Regions from separate parts of the Mus musculus genome. Here region 2 is linked to region 1. Evidence: chromatin contacts called from public Micro-C data. All regions are on one chromosome and are shown on one strand. The core of a region is the stretch at or near the end of the contact, and the rest is flanking DNA. Distances in the headings are between cores, read along the strand shown. Region 1 holds the start of Gata2 (GATA binding protein 2). Region 2 overlaps Mgll (monoglyceride lipase).

Region 1 (5,054 bases), core at 1,482-3,981:
TTGGGGAAATCTCCAAGGAGATCTGGAGCCGCTGCAATCCTAAAACTGGACTAGCAGAGTTGGAGAACCAGATTCCTCTAGGGCCTAGATCTCTGCAGTGCCCACGGCATGCACACACGCTCACAGACACACGTACACATAAGTACACACTGACTCCTTCCCTCACCTACAGCCTCCATTCTCCCCCACGCCCAGTCACGAGGCTGCTCGGTCTCAGCTGAACGTTTGGGGAGGGAGACAGGGAACCTCATTCTGTGTTTTAGCTGATACTTGTCAACCTTGGAGAGGAGGCCATGAGGAGGGGTGCGGAGAGGAGCTGAACATGGGGGTTCCTAGGAGCACTTAACGGCAGGATGAAAGTTTTAGGGGTTTCTTCCTCCCCACAGGGAACTTCAAATGCCTGTGGACTATCAGAGATGACCACCACCCATTCTTAAATCAGGCGCCCTAGCATGGCCCCTCTATCAGACCACGGACCCCTTTTACAGAGGCACACCACACCCACAGGCCCTGAAGTCCCACACCTGCCTTTACCTGAGCAGGAGCGAGCCTTGCTTCTCTGCTTAGGGGTGAAGCTGGAGGCGGGGCCACCCAGGAAGCCTCCTGGATGGAAGAGACTGCTGCCATAGTCATGAGCTGCGGCGGGCACATAGGAGGGATAGGTGGGTATCGGGTGGTGTGTTGCAGGCTGGGTGCCCATGGTAGCTAGGCCCGGGCGCAGGGGACTGCCGCCTTCCATCTTCATGCTCTCGGAGAGTGACACTTGGTACTTGACGCCATCCTTGTCCTCACCCCGGGCTACACTACCCCCTGCAGAAGAAGAGGCCGGGGAAGCAGCTCCTGTTGTGCTGGGGTCTGGAGACACTTCTTTGGGTGGCGTGGGTGGGAAGCCGAAGAGATGGGAGCCCGAGTGGGCTGCAGTGGGGGTGAGGGAGGCCACGGAGCTCCCACTGCCTCCCCCGCTCCCACCCGCAGCCCCTGGGTAAACAGACAGAGGCCCTCCGGGTGCTCCAGCAGCTGAGGGGTGCAGCGGGGTCTTGGAGAACGGGCTGACGGTCCAGGGACTGTGGTGATGGGCAGCGGCGGCAGAGAGAGCTGCTTTGCCCCCGTCCAGCCACGGCAAGCCTGGGCTGTGCAACAAGTGTGGTCGGCACATCTGGCCTCCGGTGAGACGGGCTGTGCAGAGGGAAAGGGGGTGAGGATGACCAGGGGCTTCAGAGCCATGACCCGGGCACACAGGATCACAACTCAGCGAACTACCATCAGCAGCCCCACCCTTTAAAACATCAGAAACGTAACACCTCAGCCTGTAATCATCAGCAATGTCAGTGAAAGGCCGAAGGACAAGTGACACAGCAGCCCCACCGGACAGGGCCCAGAAGGATTCCCCCACCCCCACCCCCGCCAAGACACTTGGAAATGGACCGAAACCCTACAGGTCCCAGACCCTCCCTAAGAAGTCCCTGCCTCCATCTTCTTAGGCCCGATTTCGCAGCTGCTCAGATTCCTGTGGATCCCACATCCGGGAAGCAGCAACAGGCCGTCCCCCCTCCAAGGCCTGGCCCGGGCGCCAGGCTTCCAGAAACCTCGGGGGCCAAAGCTCACCATGCGCCGGGCTGTAGGAAACGCGCGCGCGCGCGTGGGCCGGGTTGGCGTAGTAAGGGTTGCCCTGCGAGTCGAGATGGTTGAAGAAGACATCCACCTCGTCGGGAGGCAGCAGCTGTGCTGGCTCCATGTAGTTATGCGCCAGGCCCGGATGGTGCGAGTCGGGGTGCTGCGCATTCAATACGGCGGGGTGCGCCATCCAGCGAGGCTGCTCAGGCGCCACCTCCATGGTCCACTACTGTGTCTTGGGAACCAGGCGAAGGTGGGGCGGCCCTGGATAACAGAGGGAATGTGAAGGACACTGCCGCCTTCTGACACCCCCATTCCCAAAGTCTGTGTCTTGAGAGCAAAGACGTTCCATCGGAGCTTCACTGAGGACCAGTCCCGGGTGGAAGGAAAGCGCAAGGTTTAAAACGAAAGGAAGGTGAAGGAAGGGGTTCAGCCTCATACACTTGCAGGGAAACTCGCGTTCCCACAGACGCAACTCCACATACACGAGGTCACACACACGGATAGGTCCTGACATCGGTGACCCCCCCAAAACGCACGCGGAACTGAAATCAGGTTCTCACACCGTGCCCCTGTCCTCTGGGCACACAAACACATAAACTCTGACTAAAAGTTAGAGACAGTTGCCTAGACATCCACTCTGGGGCACACGCTCTCCCACGCCCCCGTAACACTTTGACAATATATACACAAACTAACCCCCAACACCCCGGGCCACCCCAAAAAACGCACCCGCAGTTCCTGGGGCTGCGAGCCGGTCCCCAATGCACTCTCTAGCAGTCAGCCAACCTCTCCCCAAAGCATAAGAACGTAATCGCCCACAGGAGATCCTGGTCTGAGCTCCACAGAGATCCCTCCAACCTAGGAATGTCCACAAGCCCCCTGAACCTCAAACTTACACTCGCAGCGGCGCGGGAAGGGGAGGGCTCAGCAGTAGAGAGTAAGAGACACCAGGAGAGCCCGGGTACGGCGGGCCCAGCGACAGCGCGTTCCAGGGCCGGCGGATTCACGGGATAGGGGTGGGGGACAGCGCGCGTCTCGGCCTCCGGCCCGCCCGGCTCCGGCCCCTCTGCATCCTCCGGCCGCCCTGGCGCCAGCTGCCGACTCCTGCACAGACGTGAAGCGGGGGCCGCGCACGCCTATGAAGCCGGCGCCAGCCAATCAGCGCCGCGCGCCGCCCAGCCTCCGCCCCCCCATTGGCTGCTCCCGCCGCTTTGGCCGCTGGACTTCGGGAATGACCCGCAAGCTGGCCTCCTAGGCTGCCTGGCCCCCTACCAGCGCCCTCTCTGCGGCCTCTGATGCCAACGCCCCCCCCCCCCAGGGGACCTTCGCCGTGGGCAGACCCTGCACCCCTCCGGCAGACGCTCAGGTCTTCCAACCTCTGCCCTCCCAGCAACTAGGCACGAATAGGGTCCCTGACTTCCCAGGAGCCGAGACGTGCACCTTCTGGGTATCTCTCTGCTGGGACCACAGCTTTCTACTCTCGGGCGGAGCCCCACCTCCACTGCTACGGACGACGGCCAGCCCAAATCCAACTGACTCCCCAAACTCTCTGTCCTTCTATCAGGGATAGCTGTGCAAGAGGCTGGTAGGATCCGCTGGACAACATGAGTCTAGGGATTGTGGACTTCTCTAGGGCACCCGAACTTTGAGCACTAAGACACTTGAGGCTGTGCTAGACCAATAATGGTCGCGGTCAAGCCAGTGGCCCAGGGAGGGGGAAGGGCTCCGGGCGGGGCCTTAGTAGACCACCAGGCTGAACTGCCTGGGGCGAGGCCGTGGAGCGGGAAACTGGCGCCAGAGTCGGCTGAAGGGAGACTCCCGGGGTATTAACCATATATATTTTTTCTTTCTAAGGGTCCCCGAGACGGTCTTTAGGGAGAGGGAAGCAATGTTGTGAGCACTTTTTCCCCAAAGTCACCTGGAGTTTTTCTCCACAACACCTCCATTCTGGAGAGACAAGTGAGTTCAGTGGCGAGTATACAAACCTAGCTCCCTCCCTGGCTATAGATGGGAGACCTAAACTCCAAGAGTCCAGAAAGAAGCTTGTGAGTCCAAGACTTTTAGGGGAATCTAGACAGGTGCGATGGATTGGCCAAGCTTGGAGCCCTCCACATAGCTCCTCTATCTTTGCAGGGACCGAAACCCCTAAAGAATAATTCCAGAGGAGTCCCAGGTTGGTCCCGAGCTGGGGAAAGGCTGGGGTCCCCGCCGCCCCCAAGGATGGGGGAGGGGCGGCAGGATTGACAGTCCGTAATTGGGTAACTGGAGGCGGCTTCTCCGGCCCGGCGGCCCCGCCACCGCGACGCCGGGCCCCTGACGTCACCCGATTCGCCAGGAAATGAACTTTTTAATAATCCAAGGAGGGTGGAAAGCCCTCGGTCCCCTCGGCTCGGGGGGCGCCCAGCCAGGAGGGCTCAGCTTCTCGGGCGCGCCCCCGTCACCCCCTCCCAGGTCCTCTGCGGACAGCGCTGAGGGGGCGCGCGCACGGCAGGGCCTCCTCTGGCCTCTGCGGCTGGCGTCCATCTGTCTGTCCGAGGCCCTGGAACAGGTAAAGGCCTGGGGCCCGGGGTGCAGAACTCCACTGGACCGGAAACCCGCGCCTCTTGCTCCCTGGCGCGGGGGGGGGGGGGTCCTGCTGTCCGCTGTATTCCCCGCGCCTCTGTGCTCCAGAGCCATCAGGGGCCCAGGAGGCTCGGGAGTCCGCGCCCAGCCGAGGCGGGAGGTCTAGCAAGAGGGATCCAGGGGCTAGAGGGGCGCGAGACCGCAGTGCCTCGGGGTCGGCTGGGCAGGTGGGTGGTCTCAGTGCCAGCCAGATTCGCGCTCCCACTGCGCGGTTCACTTAGGACCCGCTTTCGGGAAGGCTTTCTCGGCTTCTCCCAGCCTTTAGCCCATGATTCTCCATTAACGAGCAAGGCGAAATCGTCGTGGAGTTTCCAGATTGTTCTATGTCCCTGGAACCTAGCAGGAGATTCTAAAGGCCTCTCAAAGCCGGCGATAACCCCATTTTCGACAACGGTACCCCATGCGGCCGAATTCCATGGCCCTGCAGAGTTCTAGGAGGAGAACGCGGTGCGCAGAGGAAACTGCCCTGACCGAGTCGGCGCGGCGGCTGTCAAGGCGGGGGTCTCCGAGCAGATACCCTCCCCCTCGCCCGGAGCAGGTAATTTCCCTCTTTTCTCCCAAAGTCGCAATTAAAATTATCTCCCTGTTTGAACGAGATGGGGGTTGTCTTTTCCATGCCACATTGCGGACCGGGCAGCGTCCTGCCTGTCATAGAGGTGAAAATGGCCAAGCTTGGTGGGTTCCCACTCGAAACGAGAGCCCGGGGTTTCTCACGGTGCTGGCGCAGAGCGGAGTACAGAGGGGGATTTAATTACTCCGTTCGGCAGCTCAGAAAATCGCCATGCAACAAGGGCTTAACCGGGTGGTTAAGCTAT
Region 2 (5,054 bases), core at 1,623-4,122, 570 kb before region 1:
AGCACAGCCTCAGGGGATACAGCTAATGAGAAGCCAACAGGCGGCTGGGCAGAGACCTCCAGGGTTCCACGGATCAATATCGGGGTTACAGTCACCCGTGTGTCCGTAAATAGCACTGTGAGAGGCAGCACTGTAGCTGCTGTGAGCTGTCTGTCCAGCTTCTGCGTGCAACATTTCCTGTCTCTGCCTTCATGTTATGTCCCCATGGCCTCTGCAGGTCTGAGATGACCCAGCTGAAGGCATCAATGCCAGGGTAAGGCCCCCCCCAGCTGTGCCACCCCTGTTCATAGCCCTGGGGACAGCACAGCAGCTGGTCTTCCCTGACTCCTGGAAGGGAGGGGCTCCCCTGGCTCCCAGCTAGGCCCTTTCCCTCTCTCTCTCCGTTATGTCACCAATCTGACAGAATCAGGGCCCACGCGGAAGGAAGGCTTGGACTTTGTCATCAAGTGGGGATCTGGACCCACTCTGTGTGTGGGTGGGTGGGGGGCTGTGCCCCTGTGTCTGGAGAGACGGCACATGCGTGTGCATACATACACAAGCTCAACTGGGTTGGTTGTTTGACTCAGACTCCTCCCTTCGGCACATGTAGAGGTGTTCCCAGTGTTTCGTTCTGGGAACTCGGAACAGGTGAACACCACCATTCCTTCCTGACATCTAGAACATCACAGAGTCCTCTGCTGCAAATTCAGAATTATTTATTCTTGGTGGCCACATCAAGACGTGGGCTGCTTCTTTGCTCCCTGGACTCTTAAACAATAGTAAGAAAAAACGCTTTAAAAATGGTTTTTCCAAGCACCTCAGCCAGGCGATATAAACAAAACCTCCCGTTGACTTCATCTGGCTTATCAGTTTATCTGATCAGCCGGCTGACGGCTGACGCTGAGCTGTAAGACAGGTCCCGAGATTCAGGGTGCTCGCTGCAACAATTCAAGGGGTCGCCAGCACACCACGACAACGACAATGGATTTTAATGGAGACGGATGCAACAGGACAAAACATTCTTGTCTCAGGATTTTCTAGTGTGCAGAGCGTTGGGCTTAATAATGACAGCGTCCCCCACAGCAAACGCCTCGGGGATAACCCTGGAATATTATCTGCCAAATAAGTCTCACAAATATAACCAGGGCTGACTGCAGAGCAGCAGAGAGCATCACAGCTGTAATAGGCAAGAATTTAGTTAATAATCTCAATTACCGAGACACGTGCATACATCTAGCTTAAAAGGGGCTCCTGGCAAATCAAATTCTCAGATCTTGGTGGACAAAAATCACCTAGCAGCCTATCCATCTCTCATGAGCTTCTCCCTGGTGTGACTTCGGCTCTCTCTCCTTGGAGACTCAAGCCACTGCCATGGCTCCCTGTCTCTCCTTCTGACAACATCACTTAATTATCTACACTCAAATCAGATACACCAAGTGGCATTTCGGGATCTGGGTAGAATGGCAGAGCACCACACTAGGCTGTGCGGAAATGACCACGCTGTGACTGGGAACTTAGCTTCAGAGGCTTAGGGAACCTAATCTGGAGACACTTCAGTTATAAGAACACCACAAAAATAACTCAAGGGCTGCATACCACGTTGGAGGATAGAGCAGTCATAGAGTGTTTGCCCAGCGTATTTGAGGCTCTGGGTTCAAATCCTAGTACAAGAAGAACTGGAATTTGCATACCGACTTGTAAAATGAGCCCAGTCCCATTGGTAAGGTTTATGTTACATAAAAAAGAGAAAAAAAATTTAGCCTGGAGGTATCTGTGCTTATCTGTTATATGTGTATGCGCATAACCTGTATACACATGTGTGTGTATGTGAATATGAATGCATGTATGTGTGTGTACTCATAAGTGTTTGCACATCAACATCCCCACACACATATGGGCATAGGTGTGCACTCTGCAGACGTGTTTACATGTGCCTACCCATTTGCGATTGTTAATCTTCGTTGTCAACTCAACAGGCTTTAGACGTGTCTAAGAGTGTATTACAGCACCACTCCGGGTGTGTCTAAGGGCACCTCAGTAGAGGATGAAGTAAGTGGAGAAGACACCCCTGAAATGTGGGCAGTGCCATCCCCTAGTCTGGGAGCCTGACAGAAGAGAAAGGGAGGATGGAGGCCCTTGGTGCAGGCTTGCTCTGCTCTTGGCTGCTTTGGCTTGCTCTGTTCTGTTCCACCATGATGGGCCAAAATGTCTGAGGCCATGAGCCAAAATAAATTGTTCCTCCTAATCTATAACAGTACTGTGCTTGCATGTGTATATGTAAATACATGTATGTGTAAACATATTCGAGACGCTTTATAAATTTGTGCTGGTTCATCTGAGATTAAAATTGAACACAGTCTGATTTACTGCATCTACCTGAAGTCCTCTGGGAGAAAACTGTGTCCACTTGAGAGAGAGAGAGAGAGAGAGAGAGAAGAGAGAGAGAGAACTTTAGAACTTTATAAATGTACTATAGGACTCCTTGGCCCAGGCAGGCTCTAGATAAACAGGCCCAACTTTGGTTTCTCAGTCAAGCTTCCAGTAAGCCTGTCTGCTAACACTGGTTTGATAGTGACTGCTGGCCAGACCCACAGTCCTACTTATATAACCACATGTAGATTTTAACCCAGAGAACAGAATTGGACAGGAAGAAAGGGAACATGAAAGGCCTTTCTGCCAGCCTGGGTGGCAACTGGAGGTACTCACCATGGTCATGGGCAAATACCAGCATGTCCAGCCCCTTCAACATATGAGCCAGCTCATCATAACGGCCACAGTGTTCCCCAGCTCCATGGGACACAAAGATGAGGGCCCTGGAGGATAAGAAGGGAGCGGTTAGGAAAGACAAAGCCACAGACAAGACTGCTGGAGCAGTTGGGGAGCTCACACCAAGCCAGCAATGAGTCAGAGCCCAACCCCCCAGCTCCAAGTGCCAGTTGGTAAGTCAGGGGGCTAGAGTTAAAATGCAGTCAGAGTTGATGGGATGGAGTCCGAGGCCTGGCCTTCTCTCTGGAAAGCCAGTGCCTGAGAGGTCATGGGAGCTGACCTATGCTGGGTCCTGGCAGAAAGCTAGCAGCGAGCAGGTGCCACCCTCCTCAGGACTGTTTGTTTCTGGGTGTCAGTGCAGGGCACTTGGGTTCCGAAATACCCAGTGTTCAAGCAGAAAACCCATAGTGGGGAGTGAGAGTCCCCTTTGGGTGAGGAGTTCCTGTCATAATTATGACATGGTGAGGGCCTCAGCCACCATTTCACCCACCCTTATTGCCTGTCAGTCCCCCTGCTAACAGAATATGAAAGGATTTTAATCCTCTACTGTTATCGTTTGTGTTGTTGTCTCTACAGATGAGAGTAGAATTCAGAGATGATAAGTGTCTAAGTTTCACAGCAAGTAAGATAGTCAGAATGTGTCACCTCCTGGCTTAAAGGGCTCCAGCATATTGGCATAAGACTCAATACAAAACTCATCCACTCCCTCTCCCAGGCCAGACCCCATCCTTCACCACAGGGTGTGGCAGCATTGGCCCTGTGTTTGCTTCCTGGCTTCTCTGCCTTCTGAGCTTAGCTCTAAGGCATGGACCTCAGCTCTGTCATCTGAGCTTAGCTCTAAGGCACAGACCTCTGAGCTACCCCAGTCTTGCACCCCAGGCCAGCCCCTACACACAGGCTGGGAAGCAACCAACCCACTCAAAAGCTGTGTTCTTTCCATAATCCCTCCCAGCTCAGCTCTGCGGGCTGCTGACAATGCGGATCTGTTTCATTCTGCTTTGTATTTTAATCTTTAAGCAACATCACCTCTAGCATTTGTGTTCTTGCTCCTTCCTAAAGATGGGAGACCTGCTTTCCCAACCTGTGTGGTCCACGGATATGCCAGCTGCCAGATTATCAACAGACAGAGACACCTGTCGACTTGATATTCCTGGGATCAGTAGAGAGGTGTCTTCATATTTCTCTCAGCTGCTGTGGAGTGTGCCTCAGACCCCAACATCCCCCATCTTCACAAGGATTTTACTTCCCAAGGACTGGCTCGGGGGTACCTATCTTTGGGACCATGGGCTTCTGTGGTGACTCAGCCCATAGTCACTAACAGAAAAGTAGTCAGGCTAGATTTTGCAAATGTTTTGTCTCCATTATACAGCTATGGGCCACACTGGGGGACTTCATGGGTGGTCATTTGGGGTCAGAAATAGCAGTAGAGCTATCACTGTCATGCCCAGCTTGACACCCTGATAGTATCCACCCCCCTGATCAATACGTGACAGAGGCTTAAGACACTTGTTCTGAGCCATTTCCTTTCACTGCAGCCTTTTCTAACCTCAGCCCTAACTAAGGATCACTGGGGAGCATCTAAAACCACAGGCATGCGGATCCCTCTCCAGAGACCACGGGTCTGGAGCTGGAGAGGCTCCTCGTGGCTCATGCACAGCCAAGGCTGAGAAGCACCTGCTCAGGTCAATGGCCCAGATGTTGCCCAGAGGTTCCCCGAGACTCCTCTGAGCAGCTGCTTTTAAGTCACAGCATTCCCAAAGTGTCTGCTGGGTGAGCTATGGCTTCTCTCCACAAAGGCGTGGAGCCTGCAGGAGCTTGCTGCTGTCACCTCTTGGAAAGAAACGGACTGCGGGGCTGCCCATAATGGGAGCAAGGTCAATGAGTTCTGCACACCTGCCAGCTCCACAGAAGTTCTATCCCCCCCACCCCCCCACCCCCCGTCCCAGTAGGCATGCTCAGACTCACCCAGTGGTATGCTCAGACTCACCCAGTGGGCATGCTCAGACTCACTACAGCAAGTGAGCATTCCATAGCTTAGGGTTTCAGATCTGGCATGGACCCCATTCTGTCAAGTTAGCACATTGGACACGCGCATGCACACACGCACACACACACACACACACACACACACACACACACACCTGCACGTTAGTATTCACTGAGTCCAAGTCTGTCTGTCTAAGCAAAGTTAAGTCAGGCTGCACTGCTTAAAGCTCTTTTGAGAAGAAACATCACGACCTTCTTCCACTTCTTTACTGATTAGCGACCTTTATTTAGCTTCCTTCCTGGTTCTCAGATATGTCAATCAG

What was found. A called contact is a pair of places that touch in the nucleus more often than the background predicts.
Region 2: a Micro-C map of the G1E-ER4 cell line shows a contact between it and region 1. The contact joins the enhancer-like site here to the promoter of Gata2 in region 1. A contact is called at or near these places in 2 of 484 Hi-C or Micro-C datasets (both in the G1E-ER4 cell line), 1 of 115 datasets of contacts at active chromatin or transcription factors (bone marrow-derived macrophages) and 3 of 9 other capture datasets (adipose tissue, embryonic stem cells and pancreatic islet).

Annotation. Positions count from the first base shown.
Region 1 is chr6:88,196,341-88,201,394 of GRCm38.p6, reverse strand. It overlaps Gata2 (GATA binding protein 2), which reads right to left and starts at 2,731. Exons shown (of 6, transcript NM_008090.5): 1 at 2,514-2,731; 2 at 1,606-1,878; 3 at 535-1,176. The coding sequence starts at 1,834. Gm38708 (a long non-coding RNA gene) reads left to right here and starts at 4,012. Exons shown (of 4, transcript XR_001785312.2): 1 at 4,012-4,777.
Region 2 is chr6:88,762,334-88,767,387 of GRCm38.p6, reverse strand. It overlaps Mgll (monoglyceride lipase), which reads right to left. Exons shown (of 8, transcript NM_011844.4): 3 at 2,686-2,792. Among named protein-coding and RNA genes, the nearest start is that of Gm26588, 22 kb to the right of the region's middle. Within about 2 kb of position 2,872, at least 42 of the 459 cell types and tissues checked have an H3K27ac peak or open chromatin away from gene starts, as enhancers often do. A contact at or near this core is called in the G1E-ER4 cell line, where this site is marked.